Regions from separate parts of the Mus musculus genome. Here all the other regions are linked to region 1. The links are chromatin contacts, called in public HiChIP or PLAC-seq maps. All regions are on one chromosome and are shown on one strand. Each heading gives the region's core, a stretch centred on a gene start, on an enhancer-like site or on the middle of the called end of the contact. The rest is flanking DNA. Distances are from core to core; before and after follow the strand shown. Region 1 holds the start of Atic (5-aminoimidazole-4-carboxamide ribonucleotide formyltransferase/IMP cyclohydrolase). Region 2 has its middle 56 kb from the start of 4933417E11Rik. Region 3 overlaps 4933417E11Rik (RIKEN cDNA 4933417E11 gene). Region 4 has its middle 39 kb from the start of Gm28818. Region 5 has its middle 18 kb from the start of Gm28818. Region 6 overlaps Gm28818 (a long non-coding RNA gene). Region 7 overlaps Gm45958 (a long non-coding RNA gene).

The links. HiChIP or PLAC-seq counts read pairs in DNA pulled down with a chosen protein or histone mark.
Region 2: a contact with region 1 is called in an H3K27ac HiChIP or PLAC-seq map of embryonic stem cells, with 3 times the contacts expected there. The contact joins the enhancer-like site here to the promoter of Atic in region 1. A contact is called at or near these places in 8 of 39 promoter capture datasets (the 3T3-L1 cell line, 3T3-L1-derived adipocytes, cranial neural crest and 5 more), 1 of 484 Hi-C or Micro-C datasets (bone marrow-derived macrophages), 13 of 115 datasets of contacts at active chromatin or transcription factors (acute myeloid leukemia, astrocytes, bone marrow-derived macrophages and 8 more) and 2 of 9 other capture datasets (embryonic stem cells and pancreatic islet).
Region 3: a FOXA1 HiChIP or PLAC-seq map of pancreatic cancer cells shows a contact between it and region 1. The contact joins the enhancer-like site here to the promoter of Atic in region 1. A contact is called at or near these places in 4 of 39 promoter capture datasets (the 3T3-L1 cell line, the C10 cell line and pre-B cells), 1 of 15 datasets of contacts at CTCF or cohesin (the NIH/3T3 cell line), 1 of 484 Hi-C or Micro-C datasets (bone marrow-derived macrophages), 8 of 115 datasets of contacts at active chromatin or transcription factors (astrocytes, bone marrow-derived macrophages, craniofacial prominence and 3 more) and 1 of 9 other capture datasets (liver).
Region 4: a contact with region 1 is called in an H3K4me3 HiChIP or PLAC-seq map of bone marrow-derived macrophages, with 6 times the contacts expected there. The contact joins the enhancer-like site here to the promoter of Atic in region 1. A contact is called at or near these places in 3 of 39 promoter capture datasets (the 3T3-L1 cell line and hippocampal neurons), 5 of 115 datasets of contacts at active chromatin or transcription factors (bone marrow-derived macrophages, embryonic forebrain, microglia and 1 more) and 1 of 9 other capture datasets (adipose tissue).
Region 5: a contact with region 1 is called in an H3K4me3 HiChIP or PLAC-seq map of bone marrow-derived macrophages, with 7 times the contacts expected there. The contact joins the enhancer-like site here to the promoter of Atic in region 1. A contact is called at or near these places in 2 of 39 promoter capture datasets (the 3T3-L1 cell line and hippocampal neurons), 1 of 484 Hi-C or Micro-C datasets (granulocyte-monocyte progenitors) and 6 of 115 datasets of contacts at active chromatin or transcription factors (the NIH/3T3 cell line, astrocytes, bone marrow-derived macrophages and 3 more).
Region 6: a contact with region 1 is called in an H3K4me3 HiChIP or PLAC-seq map of bone marrow-derived macrophages, with 3 times the contacts expected there. The contact joins the enhancer-like site here to the promoter of Atic in region 1. A contact is called at or near these places in 7 of 115 datasets of contacts at active chromatin or transcription factors (astrocytes, bone marrow-derived macrophages, embryonic forebrain and 4 more) and 1 of 9 other capture datasets (adipose tissue).
Region 7: an HNF4G HiChIP or PLAC-seq map of pancreatic cancer cells shows a contact between it and region 1. The contact joins the enhancer-like site here to the promoter of Atic in region 1. A contact is called at or near these places in 2 of 484 Hi-C or Micro-C datasets (nephron progenitors and uterus), 3 of 115 datasets of contacts at active chromatin or transcription factors (bone marrow-derived macrophages, embryonic stem cells and pancreatic cancer cells) and 1 of 9 other capture datasets (adipose tissue).

Annotation. Positions count from the first base shown.
Region 1 is chr1:71,555,112-71,558,997 of GRCm38.p6, reverse strand. It overlaps Atic (5-aminoimidazole-4-carboxamide ribonucleotide formyltransferase/IMP cyclohydrolase), which reads right to left and starts at 1,842. Exons shown (of 16, transcript NM_026195.3): 1 at 1,724-1,842; 2 at 1,375-1,501. The coding sequence starts at 1,742.
Region 2 is chr1:72,058,775-72,062,660 of GRCm38.p6, reverse strand. No RefSeq gene overlaps it. Among named protein-coding and RNA genes, the nearest start is that of 4933417E11Rik, 56 kb to the right of the region's middle. Within about 2 kb of position 2,025, at least 29 of the 459 cell types and tissues checked have an H3K27ac peak or open chromatin away from gene starts, as enhancers often do.
Region 3 is chr1:71,969,027-71,972,912 of GRCm38.p6, reverse strand. The region is part of intron 1 of 4933417E11Rik (RIKEN cDNA 4933417E11 gene); the gene reads left to right. Among named protein-coding and RNA genes, the nearest start is that of 4933417E11Rik, 34 kb to the left of the region's middle. Within about 2 kb of position 2,267, at least 17 of the 459 cell types and tissues checked have an H3K27ac peak or open chromatin away from gene starts, as enhancers often do. A contact at or near this core is called in the NIH/3T3 cell line and pancreatic cancer cells, where this site is marked.
Region 4 is chr1:71,936,688-71,940,573 of GRCm38.p6, reverse strand. No RefSeq gene overlaps it. Among named protein-coding and RNA genes, the nearest start is that of Gm28818, 39 kb to the right of the region's middle. Within about 2 kb of position 2,448, at least 66 of the 459 cell types and tissues checked have an H3K27ac peak or open chromatin away from gene starts, as enhancers often do. A contact at or near this core is called in adipose tissue, bone marrow-derived macrophages and pancreatic cancer cells, where this site is marked.
Region 5 is chr1:71,914,998-71,918,883 of GRCm38.p6, reverse strand. No RefSeq gene overlaps it. Among named protein-coding and RNA genes, the nearest start is that of Gm28818, 18 kb to the right of the region's middle. Within about 2 kb of position 1,708, at least 26 of the 459 cell types and tissues checked have an H3K27ac peak or open chromatin away from gene starts, as enhancers often do. A contact at or near this core is called in the NIH/3T3 cell line and bone marrow-derived macrophages, where this site is marked.
Region 6 is chr1:71,891,907-71,895,792 of GRCm38.p6, reverse strand. It overlaps Gm28818 (a long non-coding RNA gene), which reads left to right. Exons shown (of 3, transcript XR_373492.3): 3 at 406-1,958. Among named protein-coding and RNA genes, the nearest start is that of Gm28818, 5.4 kb to the left of the region's middle. Within about 2 kb of position 1,997, at least 91 of the 459 cell types and tissues checked have an H3K27ac peak or open chromatin away from gene starts, as enhancers often do. A contact at or near this core is called in adipose tissue, astrocytes, bone marrow-derived macrophages and 2 more, where this site is marked.
Region 7 is chr1:71,835,277-71,839,162 of GRCm38.p6, reverse strand. It overlaps Gm45958 (a long non-coding RNA gene), which reads right to left. Exons shown (of 3, transcript XR_001778963.1): 3 at 3,318-3,730. Among named protein-coding and RNA genes, the nearest start is that of Gm45958, 14 kb to the right of the region's middle. Within about 2 kb of position 1,717, at least 71 of the 459 cell types and tissues checked have an H3K27ac peak or open chromatin away from gene starts, as enhancers often do. A contact at or near this core is called in pancreatic cancer cells and uterus, where this site is marked.

The sequences.
Region 1 (3,886 bases), core at 593-3,092:
GTCCAGACTCTTAACAACCTTTAATTATGAAATTCAAGGGCAGTGGTGGCACACGTCTTTAATCCCATCACTCAGGAGGCAGGGGCAAGTGGATCTCTGTGAGTTCAAGCCCAGCCTGGTCTACAGATAAAGTTCCAGGACAACATAGGGAAACCATTGCCTGAAAAACCAAAAGCAAACAAACAAAGCAAAGAGATTCTACTGAGAATCATTTATAGTGAATTTAACAACAACAAAAACATTAAAAATATGTTTGGACTGGAAATATGGCTCAGGTGTACAAAGTTTGTCTCCCATGCACCAGGACCCGCATAAACAAACAAAAACACTTACTCTTTAACAGGACATAGTTCTAATTTCTAAAAGATATCCATACTCCAACTCACTCAAGGAGGAAGAGGCAGGAGGATCACAAGTTCAAGGCCAGCCTGGGCAACCTACAGAGACCCTGGCTCTAAGTTTTAAAAGTTTCTGAAGCAAAGCATAAAAAATGAACTAGGGATACAGCTCAGGAGTGGACTGGACATTGGGGTCAGTCTTCCATACCACCAAAAGAATACGAGAAGGCGTAACGGGGCAAGCAAATACTGGGCAGTGGCGTGGAAATATGAATGACCATCTGAGAAACATTTAAACTAGGCGATAGACAATGCAAGAACTCCTCGTACTTCATCGTAAATGCCACAGCAACAATGGCCTACCCATACCAGCTCCACAGTAACTCAACTGCACCTCACAGGAGCCTACTTGTCTGCTGTCCCTGATGCTCCGGACTCCCATAAGTCACAAGAGAATCCACTGAAGACATTTACTAAGTAAAGGCATTCTTGCTGTCTGAAGCTGTCAAATGTACAGGGGTTATGTACTGCTTACACAAACAAGAGTTATGAAGAGGTGAATAATTTACCTCTATAGGGATTCTCCACAAACCAAGAGTTATAATGGCAATGAAAACAGCCAGGGAACTAAGGTCTTTTTCCTTTTCTACCTTCCAGACCTTCAGGGTCATCTCCTGACATCTCTTGTCAAACCCTTCCCACTGTTAGTCAGGAGATGAGTGTGATCGAGCCACTGGTACTTTCTGATGGGTGAGGCTATGAAGAGGGAGATACAGATCTTCAAAGATGTTACAGTCTAACTGTGCAACCAGTCAAAGCCAGGCCATGGAACCTGAACATTCGTGTTTATTCTGCATAACACATGGCCCTCCGAAGTTAATTTGTTTGCAAACAGTGGCTGGGTGCTAGGACTCTAAAACTCAAGGCTCCCTAGTTCTAACCTAACTTCTCCCTGTGTTTTGTCAGTTTTTTGCATGGCTTTCTGGTGAATATGGTCACAACGTTTTTCTCCCTTTAACGCTACCTACTGCCTTACCTGACTGCCAGGCCAGCATCCCTGATCGCTTTTGCCGTGCCTCCGGAAGCGACCAGACTCAAACCAAGAGACGCGAGACTTCTGGCAAATTCCACGAGGCCAGTTTTGTCAGACACACTGAACAGGGCTGAAAGAGAAGGCAGTTCTCATTACTCGCGGCTTCTGGCACCGAGATCTCCCGGGGAGGACTCCTGGGAAGGGGACTCATGCAACTGCAGGCCCAGGGCCCAGCACTGGGGACACCCAGCCTGCAGGCCGGGCCCGGGGCCTCCCCAGCTCGGCCAGCGGCATGAGTGGGTGGCGGGGATGGTGCAGGCAGGACCCCTATGATGCATCGCGAGGGCCTCACCAAGCTGAGACGGAGCCATGCTGCGTTGGGTCGCGGAGTCAAGGGACGGACAGGCCACGTGCGTAGGCAGGCAGGCCGGACCCCGCGGTTCAGGAAGCAGTGGGCAGGGCGTGTCGACCCCACGTGACCCCGAGGTCCCGCCCCTCCTCCAGTGAGCTGCAGCCTAGGGTGGAAGGCGCCGCTGGGCGGGGCGGCTGCTAACTCCGGAGCCTGGGATCTGTAGCCGCGGGCTTCCTCTTTCCGAACCCAGATCTGGGCGTGGGGACTCGCGGTTCGCGCGCATCTGGGGTGCTGCTGCTGAGGTCCCGGGAGGTGGGGCCGCGGCGGCTGGAGCACTGATTGGGGGAAACTAGCGAGAGGACTAAACAGACCCTGTCTGACGATGTCAGAAAGGATTAGAGAAGCCTTCTGCTATGGTCTCCCTTTTACAGGTCTGGGAGACCTACGCATGAAGTCATTGCCTCCACAGTTGAGAGCCCCAAAGAAGTAAAATGACCGTCATTTGAAGTTTTTCATACCACATTATAAAATGGCCTGGAATTTACATCAAGATCACCATGTGTAAAATGCTCTTTTCCTTCAAGCCCAGGTGGCAGGAGTAAAGGTTTCAAGACTTAAGTTATTAAAAATAGGAATAGCAAAATTGAGCTCATCTGCTTCTTTTTAATAAAAGTGACACCTTTGGCACAAAATAAACATATCTTGCTGTATACACAGCCCTATTTTTTTTTTTTTTCCGAGACAGGGTTTCTCTATGTATTCCTGGCTGTCCTGGAACTCACTCTGTAACCAGGCTGGCTTCGAACTCAGAAATCAGCCTGCCTCTGCCTCCCAAGTGCTGGGATTAAAGGCATGTGCCACCACTGCCCGGCTAACAGCCCTATTTTTAACATTAATGTTTAGAATTAATTTTTTGATTATGTTTTCTTTTGTAATGTTCTTTAATACAATTCCAAAAAAGAACTTAAAAATTCTATAAAGGAGCCTAAAATTGTACAATTCTATAGAAAGCTTAGCTTTTTATTTCCAGTCTAGTCTCCCAATCTGTGCAAAGTCCATTTTCCTATTATTTGGATGCTAGTCTGCTTCTTGTCTTTCCTCTCTAATAGTCCAATCTCTTTTTCCTTCTCCAAATATCTATTGATCAAATATCTATCTCATTTTTCTGACCTCAGAACGTGTTAACTCCTTGCTCTGAACACCTCTCATGTTTCTAAGGAAGATATATTAGGATCATGAGAGTGTCTTCAGGATGTGTTCACAACTTTCAATGTACAGAGGTGAACAAGGTTCAGAAAGATCATTGCAAGTTTGGAGCTAGTTTGGTCCACACTTTAAGTCCCATACCTGCCAAAGAAACAGCAAGACCTTGTCTCAAAAATGTTAAACAAACAACAAAAGGTGACAGATATTAGAATAATTAGTTCCACGCATATAAGATTGTAATCAGCCTTTAGTTAGCTACTATAAGAGGGTATGAAATAGTCAAAATTCAGGAAGAACAAGTGAGTGGCTCAGTGGGCAAAGGTGTTTCCAAGAAATATTTCTCTTTATCTTATCTTTAAAATTTTATTTTAAGTATATGGGTGTTTTGCCTGCGTGAAGGTTTGTTTACATGTGTGAGCCTGGTGCTCCTGGACTTCCAGGGGACTTCCCTGGCCAACCACATTAGATTTCTACAGGAACTAGAAAGCAGAGAAAGCAATAAACAATAAAAGGAAATAAACAGCGCTTAGACACTAGACATTTTCCACATTGAAAAAATAATACATAGGCAAATATTTAGCCCTTTCTCCCGGACATAAAGAAGGAAAGCTATGACCTCCTTACCTGCCCAGGAGCTCAACTTGGGAAGAAAGTGCAGACACATACCCTGGGGCAGTAAGAAAACACCAGTTAAAAACAAACAAACAAACAAACAAACAAAAACCAAGGTATTAAACTGAATTAACTAGGGCTTCTGGTAACAGGGCAAGACACATTCCTTTCTTTTATTTAAAGCTATTTACAGTGATTAGCCTTGATTCCATTCTCTCATAGTTTTAGAATACAGACTTGGTGCTTGTTTCATGTTAGTAACAGGAAGAAAAAATGAGTTCTGTTTTTAGTTGTTTGATCACCCTGGACAAAGTCACTTCCTTAGGGCAATCTTCCTTGCCTTTC
Region 2 (3,886 bases), core at 776-3,275, 500 kb before region 1:
AAAGAATTTGTAAAAATTTCAAATAATTTTGTAGAGGCTTCTTAAGGTTTATGAGTCTGATAACTTTCCCGATTAGCTGGATCTTTAGAAACCGTCATGTAATTTCTCTAAAACAATCCAATGTCTCTTCCTCCAAAAATCACGTCACAGATATTTTATGTATGCATCACTGTTATGTGTTGGGTATTTGTATGTCTTTGTGACACCATACTTCATTCTCAACACTTTATAGCTATGAGGTATGCTTTCTTCTGGGAATAAAGTAGAGGCTTGTGTGTAAAGAACTTATGTTTTTCTTCTCTGTACATTTTGCTCAATACACTTCTTGTCCATATTTCTAGGTTTATACACTTTCAGTGTTTATATGAAGAAAATATGATTAGCAATATTAACAAGCCAGCCATACAGATGTTTGTGTATGGTGTCAGAAAAAAAAACAAACTAAACACTGACGTTAAAATGTACATATTTATATATTCGGATGCAATGTTTACTTCTATTAGTCTTGTGATTTCCTTTTTTTTTTTTTCCAAGCGGCTGTATTTGACTCCTTGTTTGCTTAAAGTAAAACAGGATCCCATTTGTGGCTGAACCTGAGATGCACTTGCTCTGCCTCTCCTTCAGGAAAGCTGTTGCTGTCAGTTGGGAGGAGCATAGTTAGTGAACATCTCCTAGAAGCTTGCTGGTCTGTCAAGGCTTACCCCCAGAGGTTCTGTTCTTCTTGGGGAAGCCCATAGCTGAGGGAGGCAGCGGCAGAAGAGTCTAGCCTTGTCTCTTCAGAGTGGAACTCCTCCTATGGGCTAGCTTTGCTCTCTGCTTGCCAGAGATTTTCCTTAAGTCCCTATCACTGTCTGATGGCTTGCCCTGCCCAGCCCTGTCCGATGCCCTTTCATGGATGCTACTGCCAATTAACCCTTTGTTTATCTTCCTGTCTGTCTCCTAGTGCACCCAGATGGCATCCTGCATTTACCAGGGCTTAAATGACAAATGCAAAGTTATAATCTGATAGGAAATGATGAATGTTAGAAAATTTTGTTATGTAAACAAATCCACAATAATATTATGCTGCTTCTCCTCCTCCTTTTTCCTCTCTCTCTCTCTCTCTCTCTCTCTCTCTCTCTCTCTCTCTTTCTCTCTCTCTCTTTGGTGCATATGTGTATGCATGGGGTGCAGGTCAGTGCTGGCTGTATTCTTCTATCATTTGCCACACTATTTTTCATTAAACCTTAAGCTAACGGATTGGCTAGACCAGCTCTGGGGATCTGCCTGCCTCTCCACTCTTCCCCACCAGGGTTACAGGTGCTACTGTGCCAAGTTTTCTATGAGGGTTCTGGGTATTGTAATTCAGGCCTTTCCTCTTGTAAACAGCAAACAACAAACAGAAAAAGCCATCTCCTCAGCTCTCTTATGTCATTTTCTAAGATATGAAGATGTATACGTGATGAAGATACCAAGACAATAGAAGGAGGAAAGAGGTGCTTGCCAGCAACCCATGGACCAGATGTTTTGATGCTATTTCAAAAACTTAAAAGAAAAACAGTTCTAAAGGCTTTGCCATATTTGAAATATGTATTTAAGCCCAGATTTTTGTGTCAAAGGTAATGTTTTTAATATTGGTAAATAAATCTCTAAATTGTTATGCTCTGTAAATTAATATACTTAACACTAAAATATAATTTAAAGTATCCACATGAGCAAAACCATCTGTGCTGACAAAGAGGCCGGGGGAAACAACCTTATATTTTCAATTAAGTACTGGAAGGCATTCACCAATGGCTTTCTACCTGCGAAATGCTAAGCTCACCAAAGAGCATCCACAGAGCACACTTTGAGAAACACCCTGCTAAAAACAAAATTCTGAAAGGTTTGAGGGGAGGAGGAGATCAAAAAGGCAGTAAAAATCCATCTGTAACACATAACCGAAGGGGAGAAACAGTGGTGGACAGACAGACATGGTCCCGCTAACGATGGGAGACAATGTAACAAAAGCAAGCCTGCAGATGTTTGCAGTTACTTTAAATAGTATGGGATATTTTCATAGGAAAACCCTTTACTGCAATGCATTTGCAATAGTTGGAGCAGTGTGGAGTAAGCTGGAACATGTGTTTTTGCTGGAGAGGCAGGAAAAACAGTTGACTGATTGTGTTGTTTAGAGGGCGGCCCTGGAACCGTAATATTAACCCCTTGGCTCTCAGTGCTAAGTTTCCTTTTTTTTTCAGTTCTTTGTGGCTGTGCTTTGGGGACATTGCAGGTAGGAGGTCACCCACCTAAAAATGCATCACAAATGCAAAAATGCTTCCTTGCTGGGAGGAAGAGGTTTGTCATTACCATTATTTGTCTCTATCTTATTTCAAAACAAAACAATGCTTCTTGCTGTCTCATGAAACAAAGAACAAAGCTTCCCAAAGTTTGAGCAGAGAAGAAGGGTTTTGGAGAGAAATTCTGTAAGAAGGATGGGGTGTTTATTGACAAACGTCTTTTTCCAACTCAGCTGTAGCCAGCCTTCTTTAAAACGTTTGTGGTAGGCTGTCCTTGTTCTCAAGAGCAAGAAGACCTCTATGTTCAGCCCAAATTACACACACACACACACACACACACACACACACACACACACTGGTACCAGACCACTGCCGTGTCTGATCTAAGTTAATCTAGTTTCTCATCTCTCATTACCCCTCTGGATACCCTGCCCTGTGTTCTGCAAGAATCCCTCTTAAACCTCATGTTTGCTCTTAACAATTCCCTGTTTTTCCTCAACAATTCCAACATCCACATCAGTGGTCCTTTTATCCTGCTCTTGGGGTAGGTATGAGTCCCCGCTTTTCCTCTTCTTTATTGCTGTGGTCCATTTGCCCTTAATAAATACTAGAGTAACTTTTTCTTTCTTTCTTTCTTTTTTTAAAATTGGGTATTTATTTCATTTACATTTCCAATGCTATCCCAAAAGTCCCCCACATGCTCCCCCCCCACTCCCTCCCCCACCCACTCCCACTTTTTGGCCCTGTCGTTCCCCTGTACTAAGGCAGATAAAGATTGCACGACCAATTGGCCTCTCTTTCCACTGATGGCCGACTAGGCCATCTTCTGATTCATATGCAGCTAGAGACACGAGCTGGGGGTGGGGGGTAATTGGTTAGTTCATATTATTGTTCCACCTATAGGATTGCAGATCCCTTCAGGTGCTTGGGTACGCCCCTTCTTAGTTGAGTTTTTTGGTTGTGTTTGTTTGTTTGTTTTTGTGTTTCTGATGCCTCCACCCACCTTCTACTCTATTATGTGACCACAATTGCTGAGATTTATTTAAAGTTGCTCTCATTTATAATGGACACATGCTCACCTACTTTAGCTTACTATAGCTTAGTATTTGTGTGTGTGCTTGCTCTTTGTTGCTTTTGGTCCTCATCACCATGACTCTTAGGTCAGTAGGAAGAAAGGGATCTTTGAGGTGCTTGCTCACAGATAATTGTGCATCACTCATGGCTAGCATCCCAGATGACCTGAGGAATGGGAAGTAGATAACTACCACAGATGAGGAGGTAATGTGTGTGTGGCTGTGTCCTGTCACGATGATCACAGTGGGAAGTAGGGCTGCAAAGTGAGGCTGATGATTTTCTGAGGCGAGTGTGCAGTTCTGGCCACTCTAATTCTCTCCTAATACGTGACAGTCAATGCACAGATCTCCAAGGAGCTGCTTAGCCCACAGTGGGCATGCTCACTGGGCTGATGCAGAGGCACTTGACTCATAGGAGACCGGAGGATGGGGGTGACTGAGGTTGGAAGGAGGAAAACACAAAAGCATAAGATTGCAGGGAAGGGAAATTGAGGGAAAAGGTTGTTATGATTTGAATGTTTGTGCCCTCCTTAAGTTCGTACACTGGAACCCTCC
Region 3 (3,886 bases), core at 1,018-3,517, 410 kb before region 1:
CTTCTCGTCTCGTCTCGTCTCGTCTCGTCTCGTCTCGTCTCTTCTCTTCTCTTCTCTTCTCTTCTCTTCTCTTCTCTTCTCTTCTCTTCTCTTCTCTTCTCTCTCCCTCCCTCCCTCCCTCCCTCCCTCCCTTCCTTCCTTCCTTCCTTCCTTCCTTCCTTCCTTCCTCCCTCTCTAACTCCCTCCCTCCCTCCCCCCTCTTTCTTTCTTTCTTTCTTTCTTTCTTTCTTTCTTTCTTTCTTTCTTTCTTTCTTTCTCTCTTTCATAGTTTCAATTATCATTTGGTCTTAAGTTCTCTTGCGACTGGTAAGCTGTAACATTTACTTTATAATTACTACATTATTTAATTAAAAACACATTTTTCTTATATACATTGTAAGAGCCATACCTAGACTCTTCATATATAATTTTGCTTCTCATTAATATTGTGTTTTTCTGCTTATGTTAGTGCTTATGCTCACCATTTTTCTTTCCATGTAAAACAGAGATCATTTAGAAATATAAAAGTCCACAATCCTGGGTTATGAATGCAATGAGCAGAGTTACTGTAATTCTGCCTTTTACCTTCTCAGTGTCTTCTGAGAGCTTCTCATAGACTTGACAAAGCCACTCTTCACATTAGGAGAAAATGATGAAATCTAAAAGCACAGGAGGTGGTCCAGAGATTCGAAAGCCCAGGAGGCCCACAGAGTCAGCTGACTCGCCCCACACTGCCAAGGACAGACTCACTCTTCTTCAGCCCTCTTCTCTGGGCTCATCTGAGTAAGTTCTCTGGGGATCTTTTATGTGATTCCATTGCTAAGAGGAGGAAGAATTTTTGGCTTAGAAACCACACGAATGGGCCAACTCACTGCCTGCGAGGTAGTGCTCATTATACAAAACTCTAAAATGTTCTTTTCGCCTAGATCAGCTGGGCTAAGTAATTTCAGATGGAACTGAGCACGGCCATTAGAGTTATAGTCAGGCTGAAGAATGCAAACAAATCACTTATCAGAATATTGTTTGTAAGAAGGATCAGGTGGCACCCAACAGCCCACCAATTCCACTCTGTACCCCGTGGGTTTTGTTGGCTTAGCCAGCCTCTTCATGAGGAATGTTGGTTTCTTAGTATAGACTTGGCATTTTTTTTTTATGTGTAGAAAAACATATGGCTATTTTAGATAATTGTGCTTGGTGCTGGTAATATTGTCACCTACTTCTCTTGTTACACATTCCAAAAGTATTGCCATATATGTGTCTCAAAGGAAGCTTAGCAAATCACAAGTGAATATTATATAGAGAATATTTCATATCTCTCTCTCTCTCACACACACACACTTCTTGGGTAAAGTACAAAATATCTTCTGTCATCAAGGATTCATTTGTTCACTGTTGTTTCTTGATTGGTAGAGGAAGTCCTGTTAGTGTGTTTTAACAGAGGTTAGCATCTTGAGCTCAACACAAGATGGAGAAGGACAGTGAATGGGTCCAGCAAGGCAATAGTAGGTTCCTGACTCGAAGATAAAAGTCCTTCTGTGTTGAAATGTATGTTTCTTGAACTTCAAAATGCATACTTGTGACCCGAGAATCTTACTGGCATTCGGGTTATGTTTTAGGAAGATGGGATGAGACCTGAGAAGATGAATTACTGTCAGGCTCTAGGTGATGCTGAGGGATGGAACTGGTTTGGAATAGCAAAGTTACAGTTCCTTTCTTTGGTCTCAAGACTTGTCAGGGATGAGCGTCTAGGTTGTATTGTGTACAGCAGCATTTCTTGCATACCTAGAGGAGAGGTGCCTTGCTCTCTTCCTTTCTTCCCCAAGCAAGAACAGCACAGAAGCAGCAGCAATTGCCAGAAATGGGTCGGCAGTATTCTAAAGGAGTAAATGGCAGCTGGCAGTTGGCCTAAGTGGCCCATGGACAGATTAGAGATTGATGGCCTGAACTTGAGGAAGCAGAGACCAACTGACTCAGGAAAGTACATAAACTACCACCACCTTGGAGGATTCCCAGGGAAAGAGGCTGAGACCCAGCTTGTTTGATAAATGGAGTCTTGAGTTGCCATAAATAATAGAAAAAATGACCTTTCTTATTTATGTTTACAGGCTGGGGAAACCTGGACTTATGGCGAATGAGTCAGGCTGTGTGTGTATGTGTGTTGGGAGTTGCTGTGTTGACTGGCGTTTGCAATTAGCTGGTGATTATTGACCATCCTGAATGCAGTAGGATCTCTCCAGTAGTAGCAACCAATGGTCTTATGAATCGACACAGCACAAAAATGTCTTCGTCTGCGCATTGGCTGCTGACTTCATTCTTGCTTCCTGGCATTCCTGGAAATGGCCTTAAAGCAGAAGAATGTTGAGGGATGAATCATCTTCTTGTCTCCTGCAGAGGAAAGCCAACATTTACCTTCCCTTCCTACGCAATTGTGTTCTTGAATCTACAAGGCAGAATGTTGACAGGTTGACTTGAGACCAATGAATCAACAGGGAAATTACTGAATGAACGAATCTATAAAGTGAAATAGAGGTTTTGTCAGCACCATCCAGGCAGCAGATGGATGGAATTCAAGAAGGGACAGTGCTGAGACCTGACTGCACATTTTTCTTTTCTGAGTATTAATGATGGAGAGTAGTTTAATCTGTGAACTCTCTCTCTCTCTCTCTCTCTCTCTCTCTCTCTCCAAGAACCACATAAACAAAAAAATCTTGGGCCGAGGCAATGGCTCTGCTAGTAAAGTGCTTAATTTGCAGAGGACCAGAGTTAATCCTGAGCAACTCATGTAGACAAAGTTGAGTGTGGTGGTGGTAGGTGATTCTAGTGTTGGGGAAACAGAGACAGGTAGATCCTGGGCTTCACCAGCCAGTCAGCTTAGCCTACTTGGTGAATTATGGATCACGTGAGAGACTTTGCCTCAAAACCAACTAACCAACCAATCAATCAACCAACCAACCAACCAAACAACCAAACAACCGTCCCTCCTCCCAAGGTGAATAACACCCAAGGAATAACAGCCAAGGTACACCCACACTCATAGGTACATGGCATGCACACTAAAAAAAGAAAAGATTCCTTGATAAATGTCGGTTGGGAAGAGTATTTAGAATAGACTGATATAGGTGCCAAGTCTCTAGATAGGGAGGGGAGCCCAGTGAGAGATAAGGTAACGGTTAGCTGGAGTATGGACAAGAGATTCTCTATTAAAGACAAATACAAATGGGATTGTTACCACTACCACCACCCCCATATAGATGCCTATGTAGTATCTGCTGTGTGCTAGCTACTGATCTATGGGCCTTCAGTGAGGAAACCTTGTGTCAGGATTATGGACATACTCTCTCCAGAGCTTTGAATGTCCAAGGTACAGTAGCTTAGTAGCTCTATCCCTTCCCTCAGCATAAAAACGCAGTAAATTTTTATTTACTGAATAGACAGGGGGTGAAGAGATATGTTGTTACTTATTTTTACTTTCTTATTTCTTCTGGTAATTTACAACTTTATCAAGTATAGGTATTGATTGCTGGCTGGCTGGATGAATTTAGAGGTGGGTCTTGCTGTATTTCCTAAGAAGGCCTTGAACTTCTGGGCTCAAATGTCTCTCTAACCTCAGTCTCTTGAGTCGCTGGGACTAGAGGCATGTGCCACTGAATTAAATCTAGCTTAGATCAAATCAAGGGGAAAAGAGTTTCTGAAGTCGACACTAAGTAAAGGTGGTTTTGAAGAAGAGAGAAAGGAGGGTCTGGAGAGAGCTCAGTGGTTAAGAGCACTGGTTGATGTTCCAGAGGTCCTGAGTTCAATTCTCACAGCCCACATGACAGCTTTAACCATCTATAACGGGATCCAGTGCCTTCTTCTGCTGTGTGGATGTGCATGCAGACAAAGCACCCACATACACAAAATACATGCA
Region 4 (3,886 bases), core at 1,199-3,698, 380 kb before region 1:
CATGAGGCTGCCCAGGCATTGGGTACCCAAGGCCTCTTAGTTTCAGCTAAAATTGCCTTCTTTTTCTTTTTCTTAAACAATTTTTGAGATTTTAATTTATCTCTTATTTTTATTTTGTATATATGAGAGTTTTGCTAGCATATTGATGCACCACATGCTTGCTGTGCCCACAGAGGCCAGAAGACAATATCAGATCTCTGGGACTAGAGTTTAGGTAGTTATGAGCCACTGTGTAGGTGCTAGGAATGGAACTAAGGTTCTCTGGAAGAACTACCAGTGTTCTTAACTGCTGAGCCATCTCTCTAGTCCACTTTGAAATTTCAAGAGAAAAGTCCACAGTAACTCACATTTATGTATGTATGTATGTATGTATGTATGTATGTATGTATGTATTTATTTTTGCGACAGTCTCTCTACATAGTCCTGGAATTCATTTTCTAGACAAGGCTGGCCTCGAACTCACAGAGATCTACCTGCCTTTGCCTCCCAAATGCTAGGATTAAAGGTGTGTGCTACTCTGCCTGGTGATTCAGTAACTTAAATATATATATCAAACTTCCCTTGAGCATCAAAGTAATTGTTTAACAACAGATTGATGCAAATTTGAAATATATGAATTAGAGCAATTTGGAATTTATTTTGTTAGAATGATCCATGACCTTTAAGTTTGAAGAAACCATGAAATCTTGGATATTTAGCTTGTTTTTCCTCTGATATTTTCTAATTTAGAAGATGCAAAATCCCACCTGATACCACCATAGCAGCAAGTGTGTTGAGCACTCATATTATCTATCTATCTATAAATTATTAGTTCTCCTGAATGTCTAGCGTGGGAGATTTTCATTTAAGAAGAAAGAGAGTCCATGATAGCAACCTAACATTTTGCTGGGGCCTCTGGAGTGACTTCCAGTGGTGGCTCTGAAGGACAGAGTAATGGGACCTGACAGTCACCGTCCTCTCCGAGGTCACACTAAATGTCATGATGCTCACCATGGAGTAGGTTCTTTAACAAGAGTAAGGTGAATTGCTCTCTCTTTGCGCATCTTGTGCAAAGTATGAACAGAAGCGGCAGAAGCAAGAGTGAGAGAGGTAGGGAGGGAGGGAGGGAAGGGGGAAGGGAGGGAGGGAGGGAGGGAGGGAGAGAGAGAGAGAGAGAGAGAGAGAGAGAGAGAGAGAGAGAGAGAGAGAGAATATTTTTTTAAGGTCTACCTGGGACAGGGTGAAAGGTGATTTATTGTATTCCAGCAGACAGAAGTTTACCACTGATGTTTTAAGCACTAAAAGACCCGTTCACACAATCGGGGAGGGGCCACATGACTTTAGGCTTTATTTTAAATACACATCCCTCACGTTTGTAAGACTATTTTTCTCCAGTTATCACAGTGATTATCCTAGAAAGAAAAGGGGTTTAAGGAATGATGGAGAGAACAGGGACAAGTGAAGAGTTGGGGAGCCCTGCTTATTTCCAACCTGTCTAGGACAGGAAGAAAATCATGACGCAAAGTCTATAGGGCAGGAGGTTAGTGTGCTACGGGTGTTTCGTGGAAAGAGATTAGGGGGCACCTACTGGGGCAGAGAATCTACCTAGGGCTTCCTAGCCAAGGAACCAAAGATTTTCTCAAACATCGACTTCTCTCTCTCATGCCAGCGGAAGATCCACTTTGTAACATCTGTAAACGTAGTTTCATGCAGACAGTCCTATGTAGGGGTTACTCAACCTCCTGTTTTTACTTTTGAGTCCTGGCCGGGCCATCAATCACCGTCTTCATTGTTTGGGAGGACTTTCAGTTGCACAACTTTCTGGGCACGCCTTAATTCAACCAGACACAGTGGAAATCATTGCAATTCTGCTTTCAAATGTTTGTGGTTGGTGCGTATCTTTTAACCAGCACTTCCCCCACTTGAAAATGTTTAACTAATAGTTCATAATAAATCTGAAAAAGGGAATTCTCCTCATACCCCTCCTACCTCTCTCTCTTCCTCTTTTTCTCTTCCTCCTCCCTCTTCTCTCCCTCCTCCTTCCTCCTCCTCTCCTGCCTCCTTCCTCTCTCTTTCTCCTTGCCGTTATCTTTTGAGCCACAAAACGGCCAACTAACTGGCTTACAGCAGGGCAGCATTGAAGGTTCCCCATTCTGTGCAAACACCTTTGGAGCGAATCCTGTGGCAGGGAAGAGAGAGCAATTAGCTTCCTGAAGTCTCAGCCGGGTCTGTTAATGAACGCTGCTGGCACTGTAATTTACAGATGGGATTATGACATTCCCACCTCTACTCAGGTCCTGCTTCCTCAACTCTCAGAGGTGAGGAGATGATGAATGAGTTAATATTTGTTCAAGGATTTGCAGAAAAGCAGCGTCTTAAAAGCTGCCGCAAATGGCGCTTCTACGCAGTTCCCTCTAAGTGAGAGCAAGAGAAGGAGACTGGAGCAGGACACCAGGCTGCTCTTTGCACTCTGCACACCGCTGGGACACAGAGGCCTCTTGCCTGCTCATGGCAGTACTTGTTCATGTGATGTTTATAGGACGTGGGAGGCGCAGTTAACAGCTTTCCTCACGGACTCCATCCAGTATCTTCTGGGAGCATCTCCTTAGCCTCTGCCCTCAGAACCTGCCTCAGGCCCAGTGCTCATGAACCTTCATCAGAATTTCCCATCAAGTGAAAAATTCTTTCGAAAGGTCCTTTAGGGCCCAGTCAGATGACGGAGTAACTGCTTTGAGAAAGTAATTTAACCCAGTGCATTAACCATGGCAAACTTCTCAGAGAATCTTCTTCAAAGGTCAGTATATTAACAATAATAAATCCAGAAGAGGGAGAATGGTCAGGACAGTGTCTCTCATCAAGTCTTGAGCATGCGTGAAAGTCTGTGCAGAATTCAGGTATTGTCTAAATTCTCACAGACATCTTGGGAGTGGGAGTTATGTTTATTTTGCTTGTGGGGTGACAAATCCAGAGACATTCCTTAACCTGCCTTAAGTCACACAGCTGGGAAGCAGCAGGGCCGAGATTCACATCACCAAGTCTTGGGCTTTTACGTTTATAAACTCAAGGCATACAGGAGAGGCTCTTATCCCTAAGACCTTGCATATGCTTTTCACGTAGAAGATACACAAACTCTTACTAAGTACACTGAGTTTAGTTATCCTCTGTATGATGCTGGAAATCTCACCTTTCCAGGGCAAACATTTTAAGTAAACAGAGAAAGGTCTGGGAGTATAGCTCAGCAGTACATTGCTGGCCTGTGCTGCTCTCTCTGTGACCAGCACTGCTGTAACAACAATCTACTTTACCCTCCCCGCCAGCATACACACACACACACACACACACACACCCCTCAAACAAAGCACAAAGAAATGAGCTGTGCTTGTATGGAAGCTGTGGTGGATCAAGGGGAGATAATGTGGGAGTTGAAGATTCTCTCACTCATCAACTGAGAATTACCAAGGAACACCCCCACCCCCACCCCAGCTCCTCCAGCCTTTGAAGTCAGATGGAATCAACAAGTACCTGGCTACATGAAAGGCTATCTGTGTTTGGCAGATCTCTGAGAACCTTTTAGCAGCCAACTAAATGGTCAGCATTTGTTAAGCACAAAGACTTCCTGGCCTAGGAGGAAACACGGATCATGTCTTCAAGGGATGCTCACACTGATAAAGGACCCTGAGAACTTCCGATGCCTGTATCCATTTCAGGCACGCCCTGGACCACAAAGGGGAACCTCTGGAAGTGAAGTTCTGAGGGGAGCTGGCACTCCTTGATGGCAGTTTTTAGTTGATGACAGTTGATTCTCTTTCTTTAGGTGAAGTTCCCATATCCTCCAAGTCAAAAAAGTGAGGTGACTGCAAAGGAATGTGTTACAGCCTTGCAGGAAATCCACAAAAAAATTCCTTTC
Region 5 (3,886 bases), core at 459-2,958, 360 kb before region 1:
CTTCTTGTTATTTGGTTCTCTGTCCCTTGTGGATTTCTCCTGATCCTCTCTCTGTTCCTCTTTATGAACTAACCTTGGTAACTCCACGTTTATGTGACCTGAAATGCCATTCATCCCTTTGCTGTGTGGCTATGTCTTATGAATTAGAACATGTCCCAGTGAAGGGAGGAGGAGAGTGTCTCATACTCCAGAAGGACCTTGGTTTGGTTTCTACTGCTGTGAAAAGCACCATGACAAAGCATCTTGTCGAGCAGAGGGTTTATTTCAGTTTACAGTCGTAGTCTATCAGTCAGCTAAGTGAGGGCAGGAATTTAAGGCAGGAACCTAGAGGCAAAAACTGAAGCAGAAGTCATGGAAGAGTGTTGCTTACCGAATTGTTCCTCCTGGCTTGCTTTCTTAGACATCTCAGGACCATCAGCCCAGGGATGGCACCATTTACAATGGACTGGAACTTTCTTATACCAATCACCAGTCAAGAAAACGCCTCTCAGGATTGTTCACAGGCCACTCTTATGGAGCATTTTCTCAATTGCAGTTCCCTCTTCTCAAATGATTCTAGTATTGTATCGAGTTGACAAAAAACAAACCAGTGTAGAAAAGTAAGAAACTTTACAGGGTCCAGAAAGCTAACAGAAGTTACAGGGCTCAGGAGGCTTAGACAGCTACACGATTCACAAGGTTTGTCCCCAACTTTATATAATCCGTAAACAATCTAGGAAAGAGGGGACTGGGGAAGGGAAGGCTAGGGAATGGAGACTCTTTAGGGAAACTGCTTGCAAGTTGGACAAGGAGTGCCCATGATACAGCTCTAACATCATCTGAGAAAACTGAAACAGTCATTTTTATTGCTGTGTAGAACTTAAACAAACAAAATTGTGTTTGTGTGTTAAAACCGTTTACAAGGTGAATTCCAGGACAGTAAGGGATATACAGAGAAACCCTGTCTTGAAACAAACAAACAAACAAACAAACAAGAAATATAATAGATTGCATTTTAATATGAGGTGATTCTAGTTACAGGCAAGTGGGAGGTGATAGAACCCTTTCTTCCCTAGCTCGTGGCCGACGTCTGTCCATCTCAGAACACGGGGAGAGTTGAGAAGTTACAAGTAGTTTGCTATATGACTGAGTCCATGAGCCTGGAATTAGATATTATCTGAGGCTGTGTCCTAGCCCAATCAATGTGGGACTTGGGGAAGGGACAAATCCTAGCCTACAGAAGAAAAGGACAGGAATTTATTGACTCCTGATTGGGAGATTTTTAAGCCAGTTTGTTCCCAATCAGTACACCATTCAGTTTTGCCTTTTCTCTAAGACACCGTCCCTTTCTATAGAACTGTAAATTAGGAACTGCTTCATTTTCACTTGTCTCCTGAATTTATTCTCATCTTATTTCCAACAGGGAGAGACATCAATGCAAATGCTTTTCCCCAATCCTAAGGTTTTCAATATAAAAGATGGAACATAGCCACCAGTGATGACTACTTTCCTACTGCTACATATAATAGTTTTGTTATTTATACTAAAACCACAATGAACTTTCAGAGTGTTTTAACTAACTCAAGACTCAAGGGAAAAAGGAAAAAAAACCAAAACACTTTTCAATTTAAAGTGACAATTCCTTGTTTTCAGTCAGGATGTTTCCTCTAAGAGGTCACAAGGCTCTTACTCAGTGGTTGTGTGGGCAGCTTGGGTCATAGGGCAGGGTCCCTCCCACACCGGGAAAAGCAAGCCCATTATTTTTGGCTCTGTGTCTAAGAATATGGATCTTCATGAGCTCAACACAAGGAAAACACTTTTCATTTAATGGTAGCTATGGACACGGCCCTTGTCTCTCTGAAGACAGCTCTGCCTAGCCTGTTTTGAGCCTGATGTTTTTCTACGTAGCTAGCCTATGAAGGCTGAGATGGAGAGGTAATGGGTGAGTGATGGGTGATGTAGGTGGAAGGCAAAGACACCACACAAAACCAAATCTGGTTATCATGACGCTCTGAGAGTCCTGGGAAGCAGCTCCAGGTGTCGTTGGTGCAGAACCTGCGACAAGTGCATCTGACACCAGCACCATGTCAGTATCCTTTACAAAGAGTCAATACATATTTCTCTAACTTGCTTTGATTTATTCACAGGACACAGGACTTGATGTGCAACAAAGATAAAGATACAGGATTTGATGTGCAACAAAGAGACTCATTTCTGGATCAGCTCTTTTAAACCTGAACTGATCAAAATCCAGTCAATTCATTTTCTTTCTTAGTGCATTAGAAAAGAAAGAAAGGAAGGAATATCCACACTGTGGCCCTCACTTAAATCTGTCCTATTCATTTCTTACCTAGAACATCAAGCATGTGATCCAAAGTTTGTGAGGTTTGTCAGTTTACACCTACCTCTGGCATGAACACAGAAATGTATAGGGCTGGTGAGGTGGTTCAGTGGACAAAGGCACTTGCTATCAAGCCAAAGGGCTTGAATTAAACCCCAGGATCTACATGGTAGACAGAACTGACTCCCATAAGCTATCCTTTTGTCCCTGACACATATATCCCCCCCTCTCTTTCTCTCTCTCTCTTTCTCTCTCTCTCTCTCCCTCTCATACACACACACACACACACACACACACACACCATCTTGCCACTCTGCCCTTCCCCCTCTCTTTCTAGCTTTGTTTCTAAGCTTACTAAAACTTCCAGAGAATTCAGCAAGTCATTCATCCTCAGCTAACCCAGAGGGCATAGAATGATACCAAAAGGACTTGCAAGATAAAAATACACACACACACACACACACACACACACACACACACACACACACACCTGCTGGCCATCAGCTTAAGAAGCCATTATGAATGGCTTTGCTCCTCTCATAGTCCCTTCTATAGATGTCATAGACTCAGAGAAAATTCATAGGTGGCCAGGCTTGTGGTAAGCACTTCACCTACTAAGCTGTTTCAATGGTCCTTTACTGATTTTTGAAATGTTTAGTGTGTTTACACTTAAAGGGGCTTTACTTAAGGCTCTAAATCAATTTGGAATGTATTTATCAGGAGCCTCTTAAACACAACAATGTAATGTTCTCTTGGCTTATCCTGCATCTGGAATCCTTGCCCAGGATGCCTGTGTAGGCATCAGGTTTGGCCGAATGCTGAACATTTCACTTCTGCTGTCCATCTGATAAGGGAAGATTAGGAGCAGTTCTTGGTCTTTCCTTACATTGTCCAGAAGAGTCTGGAGATAGCCAGAGAGTCTTTTATCAAGACTGAACCTTATCAGCCACCCACGAATAACAGGACTGATCACTATCTGAATTCCTGAATTCTGTCTTCCAGAGAGAGAAGAGGGTAGAAGGAAGAGGGCTGGGAATAAGGAACTCCTAGGGACAGTGACTCTTATCGCGATGATCCTCTGTCGTAAGGATGGTGCCTGGTATACCACAGGACATCTTAGATATTTGTCAAATAGAGTAAAGAAAAGCCTTGGAGATGATTCAGTTGATAGAGTGCTTGCTACAAACTCGTGAGGATCAGAGTTTGAGCCACTACATCCCTGTAAAATGCCTGGTGGGGAGGTGCATTCATGCACAAATCCCTGTGCTAGAGAGGTGGAGATAAAAGCTTTCCCTGAGCTGCTGGCCAGCTGGCTTGCTGAGTTGGTGAGTTCCAGGTTTGGATGAAAAGCTGACTCAATAAGTGAATGAGAAAGGTAGGCGATGTCAATCTCCGGCCTCCTCCACACACGTGTACAGACATGGACCTGAACACACTCATACACAAACATATACATGCTCACAGAGGTATAAATAAAGTCTTTACAACAATAATGGGAGGGGTGAACTGATCATTTGAAATTATGGCAATGGAAGAATGGATCTTGAACCTAAATCTCCATTTTTA
Region 6 (3,886 bases), core at 748-3,247, 340 kb before region 1:
ATAGATACCTTAAATAATTCAGCATCTTTAAGCATGAAAATGGAGAATTAAAAACGCCAACATCTTTTTGCTAAATTGGTTCTGCTTTTATTCAAAATTTTAAAAAGTCAGAAAGGGCCATCTTTACCTTTTGGCCTGGTGAATTGTGTGTAAACTGACCTGCAGAGACAGGGAGGGCAACTGCTCTGTGGTACCGGCTTACAAACTGAGAGATCAACGTCAGCTTCTCCGTGTGTGAGGACAGAGTTTTATAGTTTATAAATGTTAAGTTCACCTCTGTGGAGCAAACATAACCTTCAGCTATTATTTATAAAACTGTTAATGGGATAAAGCAATCTGACAGTGCCTGTGGTTGTCTGCTGGTCTAACGACCTTAAGACCTCAGGGTTTTCACTGTTTTACTAGGTACGGTGAATCTGCAAAGAAGGGAGAGAAGGCACGTGAAAAATCCGATTTCTCCTGTGGTTCTCTGGTTTGGTGGGAAAGAAGATTCAAGAGCTCAGCTAAGGTCCAGCTTGGGATGAGGTCATTTTGACGGCTTTCCTTCGCCTTGATGCTAACCTGGTGGCGGGTTGACTGACAGTATTGGTCTACGGACAGAGTTCTTGCTGCATTGTTAAGTGTGGTGTGAGGAAACACTGAACAGGTAGAGAAAGAGAAGAAATATCTTTTCACAAAAAGACTGGTCCAGTCGCCAAATAATATTAATCCACAAGCTAAGAACAGTTTTCCTACCCAAACCAATGAGAGAGATAATAATTGCATTTTAGCTTATTTGTGTCTGTCTGTCTGTCTGTCTGTCTGTCTGTGTATATAGAGGACAGAAGTCAGCTTCATGTATTGTTCCTCAGACACCATCCACCATCTTTTTAAAGACAATGTCTCTCACTGGGACCTGGAATTTGACAAATAGTCCAGGCTGTCTTGGCATCCAGCCCCAGAGATTCACTGTGTCAATTCCTCCCCACTGCTGGGTTTGCAGACACAGGACTTCTCATCATATTTTCACATGTGTTTGCTGGAGATCAACCTTAGGTCCTCCAATACTTTATAAACTAAGCTATCTCTGTATCCAAAGTTACTGATCACGTCCATCATCATTATCATCATCATCACCAACAACAACAACAACATCACCACCACCACCATCACCACCATCACTATCATCACCATCATCGTCTAAGAATGGAGTCTCATTGTTGGCTTGGTGTTAGAAGGGAACCCTGACTCCCAGCTGAAAGATGTCTGCCAATTGAATCTCATCTCACCAGACAACAAAAGCAACATGTAAGTCAAGATCAGTTAGAGGTTGTCTTTGTCAGGGTTTCTATTCCTGCATAAACATCATGACCAAGAAGCAAGTTGGGGAGGAAAGGGTTTATTCGGCTTACACTTCCATACTGCTGTTCATCACTGAAGGAAGTCAAGACTGGAACTCAAGCAGGTCAGGAAGCAGGAGCTGATACAGAAGCCATCGAGGGATGTTCTTTACTAGCTTGCCTCCCCTGACTTGCTCAACCTGATCTCTTATAGAACCAAGACTACCAGCCCAGAGATGGCACCACCCACAAGGGGCCTTTCCCCCTTGATCACTAACTGAGAAAATGCCTTACAGTTGGATCTCATGGAGGCATTTCCTCAACTGAAGCTCCTTTCTCTGTGATAACTCCAGCTGTGTCAAGTTAACACAAAACTAGCCAGTACAGAGGTTTTATTTCTTTCTACTAGTAACTTGTGACGTGCTTTTCTTTTAGCGTCAAAATCCAAATATCTCTCACCACTTAATTTATTGTCACACCTCCAAAGCCCATTTAGAGGCAAAGTCACCTTTAACCTTAACAGCAAGAATGATGCAAAGTAGGTAAGCAAGCAACATTCCTTGGGGCTCAAGTATTTTCAAGTGCTTTTTAAAACAGCTCCTTAGTGTCTGGTTCCAATAATAAACGCAGAGCCAACTTCCTGCTCTCTCTCTCCAGTGTGAACTATTAGTCACTCACTCAGCCATTCCCCGGGGCAGGGGCTGCAGCACCCAGTCTCAGGATGAGTCACTCGGTAGGCTCGGAAACAGAATGCTGATGAAAAACGCTGTTCAAAAGTGATTTTTTTTGTTTGTTTGTTTATTAGCATCCTTGCATGGCTCAGTGATGAGAGCAGATCCTATCCTCCAAAGGAGGAAGCTTGAGAAAATGTGAGCAAGCAGAGCTCCCAAAGGCACTCGGCTTTTTCTACTGCGTTTGCTGTAAAAATTGAAATGACATTTATTTACTTACACACAAGTGTACGTGTACCCGGGCACACACGTGGAAGTCAGGGAAAACTTGCAGGATTTGGCTCTCTCCTCTTTGCATCTGGTCCTAGATATTGAATTCAGGTTGCCACACTTTGGCGGTAGGGGCTTTTGTCCACTAAGCCATCTTACCAGCCTATGGTAACTACATGCGAAATGACATCATTAAGATTCTATACCAATCAAAACTTTTCTCTGGCTCTGAAAGGACCAGTTGGTTCTCTGGTATTCTCAACTCCCTCTGAAACATATGGGCTAAGCAAAGTGTGATTAGATTCCCCTGGACCCGTGGCTTAGGAGACAGACCAGCAATGCAGGGATATTTTTCTGGCAAAATTTATCATTGAATTTAGATGCTTAAAAGAAGTTGAAGAGAGGCTGGAGAGATGGCTCAGCCGTGAAGAGCACTTGTGAGTCTTCTAGAGAACTGGGGGTTCAATTCCCGGCATCCACATAATTGCTGACAATGGTCTGTAAGGTCAGGTCCAGAGTTAGAGGATTCGAGTCCTTCTTCCAGCCTTCACCAGTACTGAATGCACAAAGTGAGCAGACACACAGACAAGAAAACACTCATAGGTATAAAATAAAAATAAATAAACCTTAAAACATATGTAGTTAGAGAGTGTAAAGACATAGCCAGAGGATCCTCCTAACCCAGTGGGAAATGATGACATCTTAGAACGCATGGAGAAGGGTAAGGTGGGCTGTTTGTAGGAACTTTCACATGGAAACATTGCCACAATGATAACATAGGACCAGAGTAGGACAAACTACTTCCTGCAAAGCAGGGGTTCTCAACCTGTGGGGCGCGACCCCCTAAGGGGTTGAGGGAGCCTTTCACAGAGGTGACCTTCAGACCATTGGAAAACACAAACACTTACATTATGATTCACAACAGTAACAAAGTTATAGTTATGAAGTAGCAAGGAAAATGATATTATGGTTGGGGGCTCACACAAGGGAGCATATTAAAGGGTCACAGCATCAGGAAGGTTGGGAGCCACTGCTGTAGGGATAGAATGCCTTTTGATATCCCATTTCCTCTGTCTTCCTATAGCAATCTCTTAGCCTCTGATACCTGGTGATGCAGACTAAACTGAGCAGTGAGGCTTCTCTTCCCCGCTGGTGTTCCTTCTGCTACTGTCCTTTGCAATTTGGCCACCGTGTTTCCTGGGTCTTCCTGTCTTCCTCTGATAGCATCTCTTGTTCTTTGATGACTTTCCTCCAGCCTGACATCTTTGCGTCACACAGCACTCTCCAGGATGGGCTCTTCCACGTTGTCCTGGGTTTTGGTGGGTGGGGCTATTGATGGGTGGTTGAGTAACGTGCCTTTTGAATGAGCAGTGGATGCTGAACTTCCAGATGAAATCTGCGTCCCTGCATCCCACCATGCTCCTATGCCTGGTATTTAAAAAGTTGTTTGGATCAACAATTTTTTTTAACCTTAAGGAGTAACTTCACTGGAAAAAAATAGATTTTTGAGACTTGCAGAGGAACAATCAGTCAGCAGACTCATAGATGTGTGTTTTCTCAAAAGGTACCTCTATGACGTCTCCCTGTCACCTTGTCTTAGTTCACCACCTGCCCACTCATCCTGGA
Region 7 (3,886 bases), core at 468-2,967, 280 kb before region 1:
AGAGGGTCCAGTGAGTTTATGATGACAGCTGAAATCTCTTATCTTGATCCACAACCAGGAGGGTAAGAGAGACACTGGGATTGGTAAAAAGTCCGTTGAAGCCTCAAAGCCCACTCGCAGTGCCACACCTCCTCCAACAAGGCTACACCTCCTCTAACAAGACCACACCTTCTCCAACAAGGCCACACATCCAACAAAGCCACACCTCCTAATCTTTCCCAAACAGTTCCATCAAATGGAGAAGAAATATTGAAATACATGTTTCTGCAGGACCATTCTCATTCAAACTTCCACAAGGATCTTCTGACACTACATTTCGCTTCAGTTTCCTCATAACCCACTACACTTATTTATTGTAATGGGACAAGTTGTCTCAGACTCCTGGAATGACATGTCTACTTGCATATGGCATAAAGTTCATAAAGGAATTGCTTTTCTATTCTTTTAAAGATTATTTTTGTTGTTTTAATCATGTGTATGTGTGTGGGTGCATGCACATGAACGCAAATGCCCACAGAGATCAGAGGTGTCAGGGTTTCCTGGGGCTGGGATTACAGGCAGTTGTAAGCCACATGATGCGAGTGCTGGGACTGGAACTCTGGTCCTCAAGAAGAGCAATATGTGCTCTTAGCCACTGAGCCATTTCTCCAGCCCCAGGAATTGTCTTCCTTTAAACAGAATTCTAATATTTATTTAGTGAATGTGTGCCCATGTATAAGCACGTATTGGCCACAGCATAAGTATGCGGGTCAAAGAACAATTTACCTACTACCGGAAAACAGAATCTCAAGTCATCAGGCTTGGTGGCGAGAGCTGTTACCCACTGAGCTATCTTACTGGCCAAAGGAATTGCTTTGAATGTTGACAGAAGTAGTTCTGCTATCGATATTTGTCACTGTGATGGCTAATATTGATTGTCAATTTGATTGAGTCTGGAATCACCTAAAGAGACACCCCTCTGAGATGCTGGTGGTATTTCCGGGAAGGATAAACTGACAGAGAAAGAGTTTCCCAGAATGCTCAGCACCGGCTAACAGTGACCCGGATGTAAAGAAGTCCAAGGGACAAGCAGCGCTGCGGTGAAACCTTTGTTGGCAGCACACAGATGGCAGGCAGCAATGCTTGAGTCTGCCGCTTTGTGTTTGCAGCTGGCCTCTCCTCGAGTCTTCCATGGCCCCCTTTCCTGGCTGCTCACTCATCAGAGGGCACGTCCTTAATGTGCGGCGCTGACAAGGCATTTCAGTCCTGCAGCTAATTAAAATCACTCTTCGGCTCTGTGTGACGGGTCCTTCAGACTCATAAATCAGAAGTTACTAACGATGTGCCTTTTCTTTCTCCTTGTCATTTATTAACAAGTTGATTGCTTTCCTCATGTGTACCCCTCCCTCTCACCCCTTCCCCTCAATAAAAATACCGGTTAAATAAATAAAACTACTGAAGAAAATGTCTGGTGCATTTTTGGCTTTCTGAGCCAGCAATACACAAACAGAAATACAAAAGTGGGGGGAAAAAAACCAACCAACCAACCAACAACAAAAACCATCCAAACAAACAAACAAACAAACAAACCCAACCCAACCCCGCTTTACTCTCTGTTCAAGAACGAACATAAGAAACCAGCTTGGGGTGAAAAATAAAACCAGTGATCTATCCGTTTCAGACCCGTGAGTCATTCCTGGGCGGAACTGAGACAGAGTTACCTGGGGAATGCAAACACAGCCTGGCCAAAGTCCAAACATCCCAGTGACCAAACAGAGGGATCCCCAGGAAAGAAGAGCCGGGAAGCAAAGCTCTTGACAGCATCAACGCTGGTGAAAAATGGCCTTGGAGATTTTTCATTAAGGATATCTGAAACCACAGTTCTTATCGCGCGTCGCTCCCCCTTTCTTAGTTGGGGCCACAGACTGTCTGTTCCCTCCAGTTTTATCCCATGCTAGAGGCACGCTGTGTTCTTGAAGGTCAGATCTGGTGGGGTGGATGGGTTAGGTTACCGTTCTCAGCTGGTGAAAAAAGGGAAGCTTCGAAGCTGTCCGTTCTCTCCTAAGAGCAACACGCAGCAAAAAATAACGCTTAAATTCATACTACTGATGGCGGCGGCGAAATGGGATAATTAAAAACAGCAACTTTGAATAAATCTAATCATTAGCGGCCGTAAAGGATGCACTAGAAGAATCTGAGGAAAGGTTGACTTGTGCCCACAGTCGACCCGGTCCTTAGAGGGCTTTTCTTGCCAGACCCTGCAATGGCTGGTTCCTCAAACACTAATTCCCCATTGCCCCAGTTCTGTTCCCTGAGAGAGTTTTTTTGAAGAGAAGAAACAGTCTTTTACTTATTTTGTAGTTGCCAGATACAATAACTCAAAATCAAAATGAAAAATTCTGCTTGGTTATAGCATGCGAGCAAAGACACTTAAATTTTGAAATCTAATAGTTAAGCTGTAGTTGGGGGGCAATATGCTTTAAGCTGCCATGGAAATGATTTTTTAAACATTTTCTTTCTTTTTTAAAGATTTATTTATTATATGTATGTATGTGAGTACACTGTCACCGTCTTTGGACACACCAGAAGATGGCATCGGATGCCCATTACAGATGGTTGTGAGCCACCATGTGGTTGCTGGGAATTGAACTCAGGACCTCTGGAAAAGCAGTCAGTGCTCTTAACCGCTGAGCCATCTCTCCAGCTCCACGGAAATGATTTTTTAAAAAGTAGCAATGAAAGTAAAAGAAAGCATGAAGAAATAAAATTAAGAAATGCTTTTTCAAAATCGCAGAGCATAGCCTTAAGTGTCTTTACTAGAAGGAAGCATGCTATAATATCATGTTTCATGTCAGGAATGTACTCAAAGTACCTGAGTCTATACCCTGGATTACTGAGAAAAGGGGCTGTATTAACTCTTTCTTAATGGGGAACAGTTAAACATAAATACTTAAAATGCTTTGCCCAGATGTCTAGCTGCATGGGTAATGAAAATGGGGTACAATAACACACTGGAGTCTCATTCAGCTATGAAGAAAAGGAAATAACCCCAAAAGTGCTGTATTGAGCAAGGTGATCCAGACTCAGACAGACATCACATCTATTCTTTCCTCATAGGTCCTACCTCTCAATGTATGTGTACAATGAGCACAGGCCAGCAAGCTGGGGAGGAGAGCACAAGAGAAGAGAGAGATGTTGAGGCAGAGGGGCAGACAAGATGGACATGGGACATGAAAGCAGAAAGGATGGGTGAATAAAAGAAGGGGTGTTGGGTGGCAGGGAGGGGGAGACACGAGGGAACATGTTGGAAAGGTGCCATAGTGAAACCCAATTTTATGTATGTTAAATAAACAGGTTTATTTTTTAAGTGTCTTTACAAAGATTTATACTGTAACATTAAGCTAGGCAATGCAAGTAGCCTCCAGACCCGGGTGACAAAAAATCCAAAGATTAACTTTTGTTCATGCTGCATGTTCACTGTCCTCGAAACACCATCAATAATATTGACATGAAAACTGGACTGGATCCCGAATTCATGTAGTTTCCTTTAGTATCTGGTGGCAACTCTCAGGCGCCTGTGTTTTCTTATTGGTTACACAGGTTCTTGTCAGACTTTAGTTCCGTATATCAGGTTTGATTTTTCTACGTGATTCCCTATTCATACTTCATACCGATTGCCTGTCAGAGTCCTCAGAACCACAACTTGTGACAAAATGATGTTGGTCCAGGGTTTTAAGATGATAGCCAACGCCTGAAAAACAGATAAAACTGAACTTAACCAAATCCAGGCAGATGGCCCAAGAGTCACTTTTAAATGTGGCCCAATGGGTCTTGATATTGTTGATATTCTTCCCACTATTGGATCAGACCAACTGTCTCTGAGAAACAAGAGCAATGTCCCAATTAG